2 separate regions of the Gossypium hirsutum genome follow, and region 2 is linked to region 1. A link is a contact called in public Hi-C data. All regions are on one chromosome and are shown on one strand. The core of a region is the stretch at or near the end of the contact, and the rest is flanking DNA. Distances in the headings are between cores, read along the strand shown. Region 1 holds the start of LOC121209487 (transcription factor TGA2.3). Region 2 holds the start of LOC107942590.

The links. Hi-C and Micro-C count contacts between places; a contact is called where the count stands out from the background.
Region 2: a contact with region 1 is called in a Hi-C map of leaf, with 1.7 times the contacts expected there. The contact joins the promoter of LOC107942590 here to the promoter of LOC121209487 in region 1. A contact is called at or near these places in 3 of 34 Hi-C or Micro-C datasets (all in leaf).

The regions. Positions count from the first base shown.
Region 1 is chrA11:120,985,568-120,988,495 of Gossypium_hirsutum_v2.1, forward strand. LOC121209487 (transcription factor TGA2.3) reads right to left here and starts at 1,568. Exons shown (of 12, transcript XM_041080201.1): 1 at 1,535-1,568; 2 at 721-912. The coding sequence starts at 818.
Region 2 is chrA11:121,140,556-121,143,563 of Gossypium_hirsutum_v2.1, forward strand. It overlaps LOC107942590, which reads left to right and starts at 1,354. Exons shown (of 8, transcript XM_041080215.1): 1 at 1,354-1,511.

The sequences.
Region 1 (2,928 bases), core at 318-2,817:
ATTAACTTCCACACTCGTCTCCTTCCTATACTTATAACTAACATAAAAGTAACAAATTCTCCTTCGCCTATCTCAAAATGGCAAACTCGAAGTGCACTCAGAGACGGGCAATTATTGAATATAACCATACAACCTTAACACCTACAAAGGGAAAATAAAGGAAAGGCTTTAAAACATGATGAGAACCTTTTGGTCAACATACTTTCCACATATGACAAGCTGATAACGAAACAATACATTAACTCCCAGACTTGTCCCCCTCCTATACTTATAATGAACATAAAAAACCATGAATTCTCCTTCGCCCATCTTAGAATTGCAAACTCGAAGTGCAATCAGAGACAGGTAACTATTGAACATATCCATACAACCTTAACACCTACAGAGGAGAAAATTAATGGTTCTATATCACGATGCAAATCTTTCAGTCAATATAATACCATTCTTTCCTTGGATGACAAATCGACCAATATAAAACGACAAAAAGAACAATCTATTAATTTCATGATTCACCCCTTAAGTAATACTAATATTTTCTTATTCCTATACCTAACATAAAACGAAGTTAATTCTCGATTCATCGAAAATTATAAATTCAAACTGCTTCATTAAATACCTACAATCAATCAAACCAATTCTACTTTACTACAAACTCATATAAATAATTGATGAATTCATACAAAAAGTAAACTAAATGCTCATAAAACAGTGTTAAAATACCTGGAATTTGAAGTCGGTACTGAAGGAACGTAGCTCGGCATCGCTGATAAATCTTTTTTATTATTTTCTACACCATTTTTCAACGTTCTACTGCCCATGGATCACAGCTAAACCATATCATCATCCAAACACAATTTTTTGGTATTATCCTTTTACAGCAAACCACTTTTTCCACTCTTTCAATTTCGTCCACTGAGTCAACCAAAAATACACAAATAACTCGGATAAAAGTAACCCAAAATGATAATTATAAGCTATATATAATCAAACTTCTCAAAAGAAAAAATAAATCAACAAGATTTTCCACTATATTCACCTACTATTCAGTACAATTGTCCAAAAAACAAAAACCCAAATCTAGAAACAAACTAAATAGCAAAATAATTGACTGTAAATCATAAAATAAAAAATAAAAAACCAGCCTTGGGTGTTTTTTTTTTTTCTGGTTCTGTGCTGAAATTCAAAGCTGAACTTGAACTGAGAATAACTAGTTTAGCTAAAAAAACAACAACAACAAAAGGTACTATTAACTGAACAAGAAAATAAGGGAGAGAACAGACTAGAAGAGAAGGGGAAAAAAAGCCAAAGGGAAAAGGGGAAACCCTAACAAAGCTTATTTGAAGAGTAAGAAAAATAAATTTTTAAAAAAGTATTCCTCCATTTTTGACTTTTTCGATTGTATATGTATGGATTAGTCTTTTTCTTTTTTTCTATATATGTATGAATTAGTCAATACATACATAAACATTACGCAATATAAAATTCATCTATACATACATATGCAGAAAAAACAGAGAAACTCTGCCAATCAAACCTTGACATGGTTGGCTACTCTTCAGGTAATTTCATTTGCAAAAAATAATTTTTATTTTTTTAAATAAAAACAAGTTTGAAAAATAGAAATAGAAATTTGTTTTTAATTATGAAAATATAAAAAAAATGTTTGGTAATTATTCTTTTATAATAGAAACACGAGAAATAAAATAAAAAATTAATTTATTGGATTTAAATTAGGGTATCGAATTTAATATTTAAAAATTTGTTCAAAAAAATATTTTGTATTTATATGAGGCCGATTTATTTAAAGTTAAAAACTTTTGTTTTCATAATTTCCACTTTTACCTTGTATTTTTAGTAAAAACAATGAAAACAACTTTTTTTCAAACATGTTTTAATTTTTTTAAAAAGGGATTATGTCGGACTATTTTTATTAAAAGTATAATTAAATTGTCAAGACAATAAATATAAATACGTGTTTTAAATATATTTATGTGATGTTTGAGTTCGCATTTAATGACTAAAGTAATAACTAAGCTGATGAACGAGGTTAATTGATAAGATACTAATACTTTAATAATTCAATTAAAAAATTAAATTTGAAGCAAAATTAAAATCTAGGAGGATCTTGGGGCAATTAATCAAAATTTTTGCCTCATTAACTATTAGTTAAAATTTAATTCCTTTTTAGAGAAAAAAATATATAATCGAATTATATTTTTTTAATTAAATAATTAAATATCTAAAATTTGTTTTCATTAATTATTTTCCTTTTTTATAATCTATTATTGTAATGATGGTTGTCAAATAAATGATATCAATGAGGAAGAAATGTTATGTAATTACAGTATATGATTAAATAATGTCTTGGTATTATCGATTGAGTGTTAGCTTAATTAGTATCGGTGTCAATATTATTGTCAATGCAAACGTGGATTCAAGTTGGTCGAAGCGCATTATCTTCATATTTAAGGGTTAGAGAGAGATTATGTCTAGTTCTAGACATTGTATCAAAAAGAGCAGATAGATATGAAATGTCCTGTCATTTAATTTTTTTTAATTTAAATTTTAGAACATTTATAGAAAAGCAAATATAAAATGTCAATTGAGTTTTAATTTAATTGGCATTGACATTTTTGCTAGTGTAAAAAGACGTGAATTCGAGTACGCTGAAGTGTATTATACTCCTATTTAAGAATTTGAGAAAGATTATAAATAATTTTAGGCATCATATAAAAAAACAAAATAAATAGCAAAATATACAATTGAATACATCATTTTTTTTACTTTTCATTTTTCTCTCTACCATTCACTTTTTTTTAATATTTTCTCTCTTTAAAAAAAACTTTTGATTACTTTTCCTATGGATTTGGATTAATTTCACAAAACATCTTTAAATTATGAATTAAATTTTAACTTAGTCTAAAAATT
Region 2 (3,008 bases), core at 104-2,603, 150 kb after region 1:
ATATCCAAACTAAAGTCACATGACCTGCAAATATCAACTATACAATAATATTCTAGAAAAAAAAAAAGTCAAAATAATTATTTTATTACAACGAGGCTGTATCGAAAGATTAATTTTTTTTGAAAGAATTCTTTAAAATGTTATTTTTTGAGTAGTCGACTGATCCTCCCCAACAATTGAAAGTATTATTCCCTTGTGGGTATTTTATTTTTCGTGCTCTGTCAAATGTCAGTGTGCTGTGAATGATTGTTCGAACTATGGTTCATAGAACCAAGAGTAGCTTAAGTGGTAAGGAGTTTTTATATAAAATTGTAAATGTATTTAAAATATAATTTAAAGTTGACAAATTCGATTAGCTCAGGTTTGATTTTTGTAAAACTGAAACCGACCTAATACAATTAAATTCATCTATTTTTGAAATCAAATTAACTAAACTCAGTTTAAAAATTTAGAGTCAATTGATTTGATCAATTTGACTGGTTGGACATGACTTTTCTTTTATAAGAAAATGTCTCATTTGGTACAAAAGTCAAATGAAATTACGTGGTCTAATTAATGTTGAACACGTATATTCTAATAGAAAAACATGATTTGAGACAAATAATAAAAAAAAACTCTAGTACCAAAATTAACATTGAAATCAAACTCAAGTACTAAATTGAGACAAAAAAATCTTGAAGTATCAAATTGAAAAAAATTCTGGAACCAAAGTGAACATTGAAGCTGAACTCAGGTACCAAATTAGAACAAAAAAACCTCATATACCAAATTGAATATTGAAGCCAAACTTAAGTATCAAATAGTATATTAACTCTTATTTTGCGGTCAATGTACATGAGAGGTCTCTCTATTATAAATGTCTGACCAAACTAGTCCCTTTACCATTAAATGGATCAATTTAATCCCTATACTATTAAAATGAATCAAATAAGGCTAAATTAGAATAGAGTTAACATTTAATGTTTACCAGAGTTAATATTTTTAAAGTTGTTGTGGTTCTATAAATACAATATTTTGTTTAGAATTGAACTGTAGTTGAAAAATAATTTCCATGATATTTTTATATAATAAATGTTAACTCTATTACAATTTGGATTTATTTAATTCTTTTTAATAGTATAGGGACTAAATTGATCCATTTAACAATAAGAAAGACTAATTTGATTCAGTTCATATAATACAAGGACCTCCCAGGTATTTTAACCCTTTGTTCTGGACACCCTACTCTTAGGTGGGTATCCCCTGACATGTATAACCACAATGCTGTGCCGTTTTTTTTTATATATTTATTTATTTTATTTAAAAAAGAAGGTAAGTGTCTATAAATACAAAAATTTCTCCCATCACTGTCTCCACTGGATTTTCATTTATTAATACAATAAATAATAAATAATTAAATAAACCACCACCTTTTTCTCTGATCTTCTTTATTTTCTCTTTATTTTTTCTTTTTTTTTGCCTTTTAATTTCTCAGGTTACCCTGCTTTGTACGAATCGGCTGAAACTCGAAGGTCAGTTGAAAATCCTCTTTATTTATTTGTTTATTTTTTCAATTTTTTATCTACAAATTTTTACAATTTTTTTGAAAACGTATCCGGTAGGTATCATTATCATACAAATCCGTGTTTTTTTTTTGCATGCCGCGGTGAATCGAAACGGAATTAATTTTTCAAATTTTTGTTATATTTTGTGTTATTTTACCCTTTGTTTTGCGTTTGTGATCGTCTTTTTTTTTTCCTAATTTAAATGAAAAAAAAGAGAGAGAAAAGGATGAGGAATTGTTGATTTTTTTAATTATGTTGTTTCGTGTTAATCACTGGTTTAAGCTTGTTGTGTTCGGTGAAATTAGATGAATTTGAGGCAGTATAATCTTTTGTTTTAATCGAATCTTTTGTTTGCATGATCATATAATCGAGTTTTGTTTGTCAAAGTTTTCCCCCCTTATTTGATAAGTTTGATGTTCTATTATTGGAAAAATATGATTAGGAAAATGAAAGATGAATAATTTTAGAAAATTCTTTAATTCCGTTGTTTCATGCTGATCACCGCTTTAAATTAGAAGTGCTAGATGAAATTAGATGACTTTGAGGCAATTTAATCTCTTGTTTTGATCTAATGTTGTGTTTGCATGATCATATAATCGAGTTTTGTTTGTCAATGTTCTTTTTCCCCTTATTTGATAAATTTGTGGTTCTATTATTGGAAAAAAAATTGATTAGGAAAATGAAAAGATTAATAATTGTAGAAAATTCTTTAACTACGTTGTTTCATGCTGATCACTGCTTTAAATTAGTAGTGCTAGATGAAATTAGATGACTTTGAGGCAATTTAATCTCTTATTTTAATCGAACCCAAGTTTTGTTTGTCAAGTGAATTTTTTCCTTATTTAATAATTTTGCTGTTAAATTATTAATGAAAAATTTATCAGTAAAAAGAGAAGATGAATAATTGTTGAAATTTTTTTAGTTATGTTGTTTCATGTGGATCACTGCTTTAAACTCGTAGTGTTTTATGAAATTAAGTGACTTTGAGGTGATTTAATCTATTGTTTTAACTGAATCTTGTGTTTGCATGATCAAATAATCAAGTTTTACTTGTAAAGTTCTTTTTTTTTTTTGTTGATAATTTTGATGTTAAATTATTGATGAAAATTTGATCAGGGAGAAGAAAAGATTAATAGTTGTTGAGAATTCTTTATTATATTGTTTCATGTTGGTCACTGCTTTAAACTTGTAGTGCTAGATGAAATTAGATGACTTTGAGGCAGTTAAATCTCTTGTTTTAATCTAATCTTCTGTTTGCATGATCATATAATCAAGTTCTTGTCTGCCAAGTTAATTTTTTTTCTTATTTTATAATTTTGCTGTTAAATTATTGATGAAAAATTGAGCAAGAGTGAATCGTATAAGGATATTAATTTACTTATGCTTGAATATGTATATTTTTGTATTTGTTGTCAAATTGTGTTTATTTGAGCAAGAGTGAATCGTATAAGGATATTAATTTAC